Linked DNA regions of Xenopus tropicalis: region 2 is linked to region 1. The links are chromatin contacts, called in public Hi-C maps. All regions are on one chromosome and are shown on one strand. The core of a region is the stretch at or near the end of the contact, and the rest is flanking DNA. Distances in the headings are between cores, read along the strand shown. Region 1 overlaps erbb2 (receptor tyrosine-protein kinase erbB-2). Region 2 has its middle 6.1 kb from the start of erbb2.

The links. A called contact is a pair of places that touch in the nucleus more often than the background predicts.
Region 2: a Hi-C map of brain shows a contact between it and region 1, with 6 times the contacts expected there. The contact joins two enhancer-like sites. A contact is called at or near these places in 4 of 5 Hi-C or Micro-C datasets (brain, gastrula embryo, neurula embryo and 1 more).

Annotation. Positions count from the first base shown.
Region 1 is chr10:9,812,009-9,817,430 of UCB_Xtro_10.0, reverse strand. It overlaps erbb2 (receptor tyrosine-protein kinase erbB-2), which reads left to right. Exons shown (of 27, transcript XM_002940374.5): 16 at 173-220; 17 at 322-457; 18 at 562-684; 19 at 1,993-2,091; 20 at 2,720-2,905; 21 at 4,107-4,262. Among named protein-coding and RNA genes, the nearest start is that of mien1, 31 kb to the right of the region's middle. Within about 2 kb of position 2,835, at least 1 of the 11 cell types and tissues checked has an H3K27ac peak or open chromatin away from gene starts, as enhancers often do.
Region 2 is chr10:9,884,845-9,890,266 of UCB_Xtro_10.0, reverse strand. No RefSeq gene overlaps it. Among named protein-coding and RNA genes, the nearest start is that of erbb2, 6.1 kb to the right of the region's middle. Within about 2 kb of position 2,591, at least 1 of the 11 cell types and tissues checked has an H3K27ac peak or open chromatin away from gene starts, as enhancers often do.

The sequences.
Region 1 (5,422 bases), core at 1,586-4,085:
CAATGCGGATTTTGGCTTATACGCAGGCTGAGAAACAGCCCTTATGGGATTAAACACAATATATAAGCCACAGTAATAATATATGCATAATGCATAGGGTCCAAAACCGTTATCGGATAACACTTGTAGTCAATATAAATACACAGTACTTAGCTTGCTGTTGTTCCACCAGGTGCAATCAGCTGGATGAAAGGGGCTGCCCAATTTTACCAGACAACAGGTAAGTTTGGCGATTAAGTTCTAGTAGATTTGCAGCATGTTCTAGTTTCTTCTGAGTTTCCATAACATCTGTCTTATTCCTTTTTCTCCCATCGCCTGCAGCCAAGTGTACATGGTAGCTTCAATTGTGATTAGCATTCTGATTGTGATAACCATATCAACTGCCATTGTGCTGTATATCCGGCGCCGAAAGCAGCTGAAGAAGAAGCACACCATGCGCCGCCTTTTACAGGATGAGGTGTGTGTGGTGCCACAGCCCATGTTTATTATATAGAGCATAGACCGGAGTCAGGGACTTGGCATATGATCTCCTCTCCATTTCCCTTGTGCTTTCTTTTCCAGCTTGTGGAACCGCTGACTCCAAGTGGGGCTATTCCCAACCAAGCCCAGATGAGGATCCTTAAGGAGACAGAACTTAAGAAAATGATGATCCTAGGATCTGGGGCATTTGGTACTGTGTACAAGGTGAGACATCATGGAAATGGATACTGTTTTGTATGGAAATGGATACTGTTTTGTAATTCTACATATTTAACTGTTTCTCAGTGCAACATACAGTATGTCAGATCAAGCAATTAGAGGCTACTACTTCAGTGAACAATAGACTGACCAAGAAGGAATGAACATTGTTGCTCTCCAACCCCTTGGATGTTGCTCCCAGGGGCCTCAAAGTAGCTGCTCATTTTTTAATTTCTGGCTTGGGGGCAAGTTTTGGTTGTATAAAACCCAGTGTAAAGCCAAACAGAGCCTTCTGTAGGCTGCCCGGCCACATAGGGGCTACCAAATAGCCAATTATAGCTCTTATTTGCACACCCAGGAACTTTTTCCATGCTTGTGTTGCTCCCCAACACTTTTTCCATTTGAATGTGGCTCACGGGTATAAAAGGTTGGGGATCTCTGAACTAGACCCTTATACGTTACTATTTATATAAGTGAAACGGCAGCTAAATATGTATTTGGGGATGTGATGATATTATGAAGATTTACAGTTAGCCATCATTTATAGCAGGACTGTCCAACTAGAGGCTCACAGGCTGGATGTGACCCTCTAATTGGCCCCCAGTTTGCTCTAGGGTTCCATAGTCTTCATTGTATGACATCGTCATTTTAATACAATTTGGCCCTGAAACGTGTTGTATAAGAATTAATTGGCCCAATTGGACAGCACTGATTTATGGGATACCAACCCATAAATATAAAGTACAATCTGGTTGCTATGGTCGCTAACACAGAAATGCTTAAAGCAGTGTAAAGTAAAATGAAAAATTGTATTTGTCAAAGGTATCATTCAAGCTGAATATATACTACCCTGGGCACCCCACAATATCCCAGTACCCCAAAAGTGCACCACAGACCCCATTGTGTAACCAACACTGCGGAATCAACACATCAACCTGGACATAGCTTACAGAATGGGGCAGCATTTATCAAAACTAGACTGTTCCAATGAAACTGGACCTGAGGCAGAACTAGCTGACACTGAAATAATTACACTAGTGCACTAGTGCTGCCCCCTGCTGTTTTTAAGGCCCCATAGCATTCTGAGACATAGTCACTATTTATTGGGCTGCTGGGGGGCTGTTAGGGCCTCTGTGTACTTGAAATTCCAAGGCCTATTTTGAATCCCAGTTGATCTTCTGAAGACTCTGAGATGTCTAAACCCAGTCTAAACCTCATTTAGCTATGCTTAGAAAAGAGTTGAGCACTAGGGTGGTTAAACAATATGTTTCCATTTGGTAAACCCTATCCCGTGGCTGTCTTTCCCATTTTTAGGGTATTTGGATTCCAGATGGTGAAAACATCAAAATCCCAGTTGCCATCAAAGTTTTGAGGGAGAACACGTCACCTAAAGCCAACAAAGAGATCCTTGATGTAAGTATCAGTTTAACACATCAGTATCTGCAAACTGCTATGCAAGTTTACACTACTGTCTGTTCTGGAGCACGGAGACCAGCATCGCTGGAAGAAGATACACGGAGCTACTTAGTAGCAGCTACTTGTTACGGCTACTAGACACCACAAAATCCCCTGCCATAGACAATACTGAGAATTGCCTCTGCTAAACACACATAGAGACAGTTATCAGTAAATGATCAGCATTGTCTATTTTAGTAGCCACAACAAGTAGCTGCAACTAGTAGCTCCGTGTGTCTCCACCCTTAAGAATACAGCACGGCCAAGGCAAGCAGGCAACACTATATTCATATGGGTAAAGACACACGGAGCTACTAGTAGCAGCTATTTGTCACAGCTACTTAAACACAATGCTGATCATTTACTGATAATTGTCACTACATGCATTTTTGCAGAGGCAATTCTCAGTCTTGTCTATGGCAGGGGATTTTCTACCATAGATCAGCCATCTTTTTCTTTCTTTCCACCTGTGTATTTAATATTATTTAGTTGTATACACGCAGTTTTATGTGAAATTCCTATTTTTTAGTAATGTTTAAATTAGTAATAAATGTGTAAGAATATCAGTAACTCTGGTTTTGTGCAGGAAGCCTATGTGATGGCAGGGGTGGGCAGCCCTTACGTTTGTCGGCTGCTAGGGATCTGCCTTACATCCACCGTACAGCTTGTCACCCAACTCATGCCGTACGGCTGCTTACTGGACTATGTGAGGGAGAACAAAGACCGCATTGCTTCCAGAGATCTCCTCAACTGGTGTGTGCAGATAGCAAAGGTAAGAAGAGCTAAACCCCTCATAGGCAAAAGCCCCCACAGACTGCCCTCCATTGATCCCCTTCCCTGCAGAGTCTATTGAGGTGCCCATACATGGGCCGATTCTAGCTGCAGATATTGGTCCCTTACACCGATTCGGCAGCTAATCGGCCCGTGTAGGGGCACTACCGACGGGCCTGCCTGACCGATATCTGGCCTGAAATCAGCCAGATCTTGATCGGGCAGGTTAGAAAATCTAGTCGGATCGGGCACTTTGTCTATACCCGTTGTTATAATTCGACCGTTTGGCCCCAGGGCCAAATGATCAAATTAACTTGGATTCTCCTGATATCGCTCACCCGTAGGTGGGGATATCGGGAAAAGATCCGCTCGCTTGGCGATGAAGGTGCATGGCCACCTTTAGATGCAAAATTGTCCCTGTCGTGAAAGCTGACCTATAGCAGAGTAGCACAAATTACTTCCCAGTCTATCCAATTAACTCTGCAGGGAGGGAGCAGGGAAGGGGGGCTAGTTGGGGGCAGGATGTGCAGGAATTCATGGAGACTTTGGATTTTTGCGCGCAACATTGGTCATGCACCACTGTTGATAGAATCAATAGCGCTGAGTGTGCGTGTCTGGGTTACAGGGAGTAAAGAACACACTGGGGCTCATTTATAAACACAGGCAGATTTGCACGTGGGCAGTAATGACCAATCAGTGATTGGCTTTTTTTAGCCAGCTGCAGGTTAAATAGTTAATGCAAACACTTAATTGGTTGCCGTGGGTTACTGCCCAGATGCAAAATTGCCCAGTGTTTATAAATGAGCCCCACTGACATAATTAGTAAGAGGGATCTGGGTGTCGGGGGGTACAGAATCTGAACTGTAAGTAAAGGAACAGACTGACAAAATCATAGTAGTGAGTTTGAGTGTTACATTGGGTAAAAAAATAACAGAATCGGTATAAGTTAGTCTATCAAAAAAGTTTAGAGTTTAATACGTAAAAACTCAGTTTCTATTCATTGCTATTGGATTTTTAGAAGTGTATTTATCAGTGGGTGAAAGTTTATGTTCATCATTCGATAAATACACTGCTAAAAACCCCACAGAAATAAATAGAATGTGGGTGAATTTTTATGTATTGGGCTCTAAATTCACATTTTAATAAATCTGCCCCTAAATGTCACGTTACACAGCTGTGGGTAATATACATGTTTGTCGCAGGGGATGACCTACCTGGAGGATGTGCGCTTGGTGCACAGAGACCTAGCTGCACGCAATGTACTGGTGAAGAGCCCGTCACATGTGAAAATCACAGACTTTGGCCTGGCCCGACTATTGGATGTGGATGAGACTGAGTACCACGCTGATGGTGGAAAGGTAAGAGCCATCAAAAATTGTAGCAACAAAGGTTTTAAAGGATAAATAAGCTAAATAAAGATACATATGAAGTAGTAGAGTAAGTTGTCAGGAGAAAGAGAGGTCTGGGCTGCTGTTCCTCTGGTCAGGAAAGACATTGGAAACCTCCGATTACTTTCCTTACATCTTTCCTAACAAGAAGAACATCTTTCTTTCTGCTGACAACGTCTTTAACTACTTCATGGTCAGAAACCGACCAGCAGGTGGAGCTGTTGTGAAAAAAATTAATTCATATTGACAGTACAGGTATGGGACTCATTATCCGGAATGCTTGGGACTTGGGGTTTTCCAGATAAGGGATCTTTCCATAATTTGGATCTCAATACCTTAAGTGTACTAAAAGATTATTTAAACATTAGATAAACCCAATAGGATTGTTTTGCTTCCAATAAGGATTAATTATATCTTAGTTGGGATCAAGGACAAGGTACTGTTTTATTATTACAGAGAAAAGGGAATCATTTAACCATTAAATAAACCCAATAGGGCTGTTCTGCCCCCAATAAGGGGTAATTATATCTTAGTTGGGATCAAGTACAGGTACTGTTTTATTATTACAGAGAAAAGAGAATCATTTAACCATGAAATAAACCCAATAGGGCTGTTCTGCCCCCAATAAGGGGTAATTATATCTTAGTTGGGATCAAGTACAGGTACTGTTTTATTATTACAGAGAAAAGGGAATCATTTAACCATTAAATAAACCCAATAGGGCTGTTCTGCCCCCAATAAGGGGTAATTATATCTTAGTTGGGATCAAGTACAGGTACTGTTTTATTATTACAAAGCAAAAGGAAATCATTTTTAAAAATTAGAATTATTTGCTTATAATGGAGTCTATGAGAGATCGCCTTCCTGTAATTTGGAACTTTCTGGATAATGAGTTTCCGGATAAGGGACCCCATACCTGTACTTTAATCTTGGAAGTAAAAAAAGAAATAAATAATGAATGTGAATCACAAAAGTGCAAGGTTTACTTATCCTTGATAAAGCCTATCACATGATGAGAGCAGATTTGCCAATAGCCATTTGAGGCACCACATGACAGCCCCTTTGTAGATCATAAAGGTGGTAGCTTGGTTTCCAAATATTAAAGATAATTTTTTCTCTGTCCCACTCTT
Region 2 (5,422 bases), core at 1,342-3,841, 73 kb before region 1:
GCAGTCACTATTTATTGGGCTGGGGGGGGCTGTTTGTGCCTCTGGGTACTGGGAATGCCAGGGGGGCTGTAAGGTGCCACAGACAGTCACTATTTATTGGGCTGGGGGGGGGCTGTTTGTGCCTCTGGGTACTGGGAATGCCAGGGGGGCTGTAAGGTGCCATAGGCAGTCACTATTTATTGGGCTGGGGGGGGGGCTGTTTGTGCCTCTGGGTACTGGGAATGCCAGGGGGGCTGTAAGGTGCCACAGACAGTCACTATTTATTGGGCTGGGGGGGGCTGTTTGTGCCTCTGGGTACTGGGAATGCCAGGGGGGCTGTAAGGTGCCACAGACAGTCACTATTTATTGGGCTGGGGGGGGCTGTTTGTGCCTCTGGGTACTGGGAATGCCAGGGGGGCTGTAAGGTGCCACAGACAGTCACTATTTATTGGGCTGGAGGGGCTGTTTGTGCCTCTGGGTACTGGGAATGCCAGGGGGGCTGTAAGGTGCCATAGGCAGTCACTATTTATTGGGCTGGGGGGGCTGTTTGGGCCTCTGGGTACTGGGAATGCCAGGGGGGCTGTAAGGTGCCATAGGCAGTCACTATTTATTGGGCTGGGGGGCTGTTTGTGCCTCTGGGTACTGGGAATGCCAGGGGGGCTGTAAGGTGCCATAGACACTCACTTTTTAGTGGCTTGGTGGGGGGCTGTTTGGGCCTCTGTGTACTTGAAATGCCAGGGTCTATCCTGAATATTAGTCTGGACCTGGTAAATAAGGAGTGGATCACTATCCCCTTATAAGACAGGGTGGGGTGACATCTCTGCTAATTCATCCGATAGTCACCCCTATCTTTCACTGGTAGACAACTGGTTAACAATGACCCGTCCATCAAGAAGTCCGGCCAGAAATACCTGTTTCCATATTATTTTGTTTTAAAAAGTTAAACGTGGCAGCTTAATACTTATATATAGGTGCCATTGTGTATATCTCCTACATCACCTGACTTTTACAAAAATAGCTTTTTTTTTGTACATATCCATCCTACGCAAAGAGATATGCAATGCAGCCAATGTTATTGTTCACTGATTGCCGGTAAACATGTTTATGCCCATGAGGAGGCAGCTGGGGGCAAATTAGCTCTCGGAGACAGGGTCTGAATGTAAATACTATTACCCCATATTATCTGCATTGGTTATATACACTCATTGCTTAGGGTGATGTCCCACGTAAAGATTAGTCGCCTGCGGTTAATATCGTCTACTATAGGCGACTAATCTCCCCATGGGCCATTGACCATACTTGGTCCAAAATAGTAGGAAACGATCATTCCAGTTATTAGAAAGAAAAATATAAGAAGAGGGGTTTTTTTTTCAGAAAAGGCAACAACCCCATTAGCCACAACGGAGGTTAAAAGGGATGTAAACTCCAAAATATCTGTAGGAAGGGTTGCCACCTTTTTACTGGAAAAAATATCGGCTTTTCTATATTTTTATATTTCTTCTTTATTAATAACACAGGTGGGGGTGTAAGGGAACCCATACGCAGGGGTGGGCTAAGCCGACCAGGCACCCTAGGCAATCCAGTCGTCCACCTTGCCCCTGCAACCTCACAAGGACAAGCGACGGGGGCAATGACAAGCGGCAGGGGCAATGACAAGCGACGGGGGCAATGACAAGCGGCAGGGGCAATGACAAGCGACGGGGGCAATGACAAGTGACGGGGGCAATGACAAGGGAACGAAGACTAAGGGTAGGCAGGAAAGGAACCTACCTGGTGCCCCCTTATTGTTGCACCCTAGGCAGGTCCCTCTTCTGCCTACCTCTAGTTCCAGCCCTGCCCATAGGGTTAACTTTCTCCTAATGTTCAGGAAGTCCCTGGTCAGTGACCTATGCTCTGTGAGAGGGAAGTATTCCCCATTTGCCCCAAGGTAGCTTGCCAGTCCCTGGTTCTCTCTTCTATAAAAGGGGAGGCAACATGATCAGGCACTTTCTGGACTCCACCATATCGGGGTGGGTCTGCCAGAGGTGGAGGTAGTCCTCAGTATAAAAGGGGAGGCAACATGCTTGGACTCTTTCTGGATTCCACCGTAGTAGGGTGGATCTGGTGGAGGTGGAGGTAGACCATTGTTGGACTCTAAAGGTGGCCACACACCTTGTGATCCCCTCGTTTGGCAAGGTTGCCAAAAGAGCGGATCTCCTCCTGATATGCCCACCTATGGGGGGGCAATATGGGGCTAATAAACAGCAGGTATATGAGCCAATGGACCACATCAATGAACCTATGCAGTCCCTGATCTGACAGGAAACTCAAACCTTCCCAATCTCGCCAATTTTAGGCCAGATATGGGTCAGGTAGGCCCATCAGGGGTGCCCATACAGAAAAGCTGCCCAATCGGTCTAAAGGACCTTAAAGGTGTATGGCTTAAGGTAACCATTCCTTATGGAATTAAATTAGAAAGTAACAGGCTGGCATCCTGCCATAATACACATAACAGTGTAAGGTGAATAAAAGCAGCCCTGTGCTCCACCAAGGAGAAATTGTGGGGTTAGTATTACCCAGGTGATACCTGCCAGAGTAGCGACCAGTGTGATAGGGCTCAGGGTAGAGTGCATTCCCTTGGAGCACCCTCTGAATATAAATGTGGTAAGAATAAATAGTGAATAACGTACCCCCCATTGTAAAATATAAGGATATCACAAGTCACCCAGAAGTTCCATGACCATATAAAGGCCTAAAGCCCCAGTGCTTTTATACAGGTCATGGAACTTTGGGGTAACTTCTAATATCCTCATGTTCTATTAGTATAATAAGTATAAATAAGTTTCAGTGAGTCATGTGACCTTGGAGTTCTATAATCTGTATAAAATCACTTGGTCTGCACCGGTGGTCAGGGTTGGACTGGGCCGCTGAGACAACGGGAAAAATCCCGGTGGCCCAGACCCGACCCTTGCCGGTGCTCCCCCTGCCCGACCGTTCCTTCCCTGACGCGTTAAATTTATGCGTTGGGGGGAGGATGTCGGGTGGGGGGCCCTGCGAGGGGGGTTAGGGGGCCCCTGCGGGGGGGAAGGTTAGGGGACGCGGCCAGCGGGGGCACCTGCAGAGCCCCTTCACCCCCCAGTCCGGCCCTGCTGGCGGTTCTGACTTTTGCAACAAAACAGCAGAAGTCAGCTGATTCATTCCATTGACAAACAGCTGAATGAATGTGTATTATGCTAAATGTTATTTGGGGTTTTACTTACCCTTTAAACGATCGCCAGGAGAGCAGGAGTAACTGCAGAACTATCCAGTAAGGTTATGGCTGCTATTGTCTGGTTATGGACCACTGTTTATAGAGAACTGTCATGCCCATATTAATCAATGCAAACACGCAGAGAAAGGATGTTGTGTGCACAATAAGACATGTCACAATCATTTGCTGCTTATTTAAGGGAAAGTAAACACGGGATAAATAGCACTTGAAACGAGGTTTATATTCCGGTAATAGCAGTTTTGTGGCTTTGTTTTGCTCGAGTAATTTCTATGCACCAACTTGGCTCAACACACCCTCTTCCTTATTGTCATCCTCACTTTTTTTTATGGAGCTTTATGCTCCGACATAAATATAATCACTGTAATCCTACCGTAAGGCGAGTACAGCAACAATGTGGGGTTTTAAAGGGGAAATACACTTTAAAATCACAGTTTGCTGTGATATAGAAAGTGATCTTCTGAGGCAATCTAGGATTAAAGGGGAACTCCGACTTCTGAACCAAAATTTGTTGAAGAGCCCCACACAGCACAGAAACCCCTAATATCCCTATCCCTGTAATCTGTTCCTTCAAACAGTAGGAATAAATACCATTTTTATATGCTGAAATCCAGCTGCAAAACTGTTCTTCTCTTTCTGCATCATTTGTAATCCTGGCAGGGGAGGAGGGACTAAAACACTGATGTTACAAATTGTAACAACTTCTCCACAGCTTACAGACAGCATGCAGGAACTACATAACCCACAATGCATTGCACTGGGATGTTCCTTTCCTTATTGACACCACGTGTGCAGCAGGGAATTGTGGGATTGGGAGGATGCAGGCTAAAGGTAGGCTGGGGACCGGCGACTACCTCTAATTTTTTGTTGTTTTGGAATTATTTATAATTTTTGGTTCTTCTGTATGGTTGCCGTTGTTCAATTACCCAAGCAACCAAGCTGCCAGTTTACAAATCAGAATAGAAAAGGAGCAAAACAAATGAAAAAATAATTATAGCAATAAAACTGAAGCTGGGGTCGGTGACCCTGACAACCAGATAGCAGTTTTAGGTGCTAGTTGGAAATAGACAGCATAAGAACACTATTTAAAAAAAAAAAAAAATACATGAATAATAAAGACCAATTGAAAAGTCTTTCTCGGTTTGAAATTTAGACTCGTTGTTAGGGAATGATCCCCCTGGCAACCAAGCAGCATCTTTAACATCAGCATGGAAGAAGAAGGGAGAGGGACTGAACAGAAAGATAAGCAGTAAACACTGGGAATAACAACCAAAACCCAACAGGTAATTACAGAAAAACAAATCTATGTCCCAATCCCACTAACAGATATTTTTTTGGGGAATTCCATAAATAATTTGATTATTTGTATTCTGTCCTTTTCTAATTATTTCCCAGTTAAGTGCCGTCTCATTACTTGACCTGATAGTAGCGCCTCCCTCAGCCTATCAGCAGGGCTGGGTATGAACAACCTGTATTTTATTCATTTCCCTTGTATGTTTACATGTAAGAAACCCTACCAGCCCCAAGGTGCCTTAATGTCAGCTACTTTGCACTAAGAATGTTTCATGCAAGGTTATAAATAGTCATGGCCTCCTTATCTCAGGGCTTCAGGGGCACTGCAACTCTGCCTGGCATTCCCTGTCTGCATGGATTTACTCATACACTGTGCTGGTCACAGTGCCACTAGGCCCTCAGTGCCTATAGTAGCAGTGGTGGGATAATAGCCTCTGGGAAGGGGCTGGGGCTGTGGGATAGCAGGTATAGTAGGGAGAGATGGTGCCTATAGTAGCAGTGGTGGGATAATAGCCTCTGGGAAGGGGCTGGGGCTGTGGGATAGCAGGTATAGTAGGGAGAGATGGTGCCTATAGTAGCAGTGGGGGGATAATAGCCTCTGGGAAGGGACTGGGGCTGTGGGATAGCAGGTATAGTAGGGAGAGATGGTGCCTATAGTAGCAGTGGTGGGATAATAGCCTCTGGGAAGGGGCTGGGGCTGTGGGATAGCAGGTATAGTAGGGAGAGATGGTGCCTATAGTAGCAGTGGTGGGATAATAGCCTCTGGGAAGGGGCTGGGGCTGTGGGATAGCAGGTATAGTAGGGAGAGATGGTGCCTATAGTAGCAGTGGGGGGATAATAGCCTCTGGGAAGGGACTGGGGCTGTGGGATAGCAGGTATAGTAGGGAGAGATGGTGCCTATAG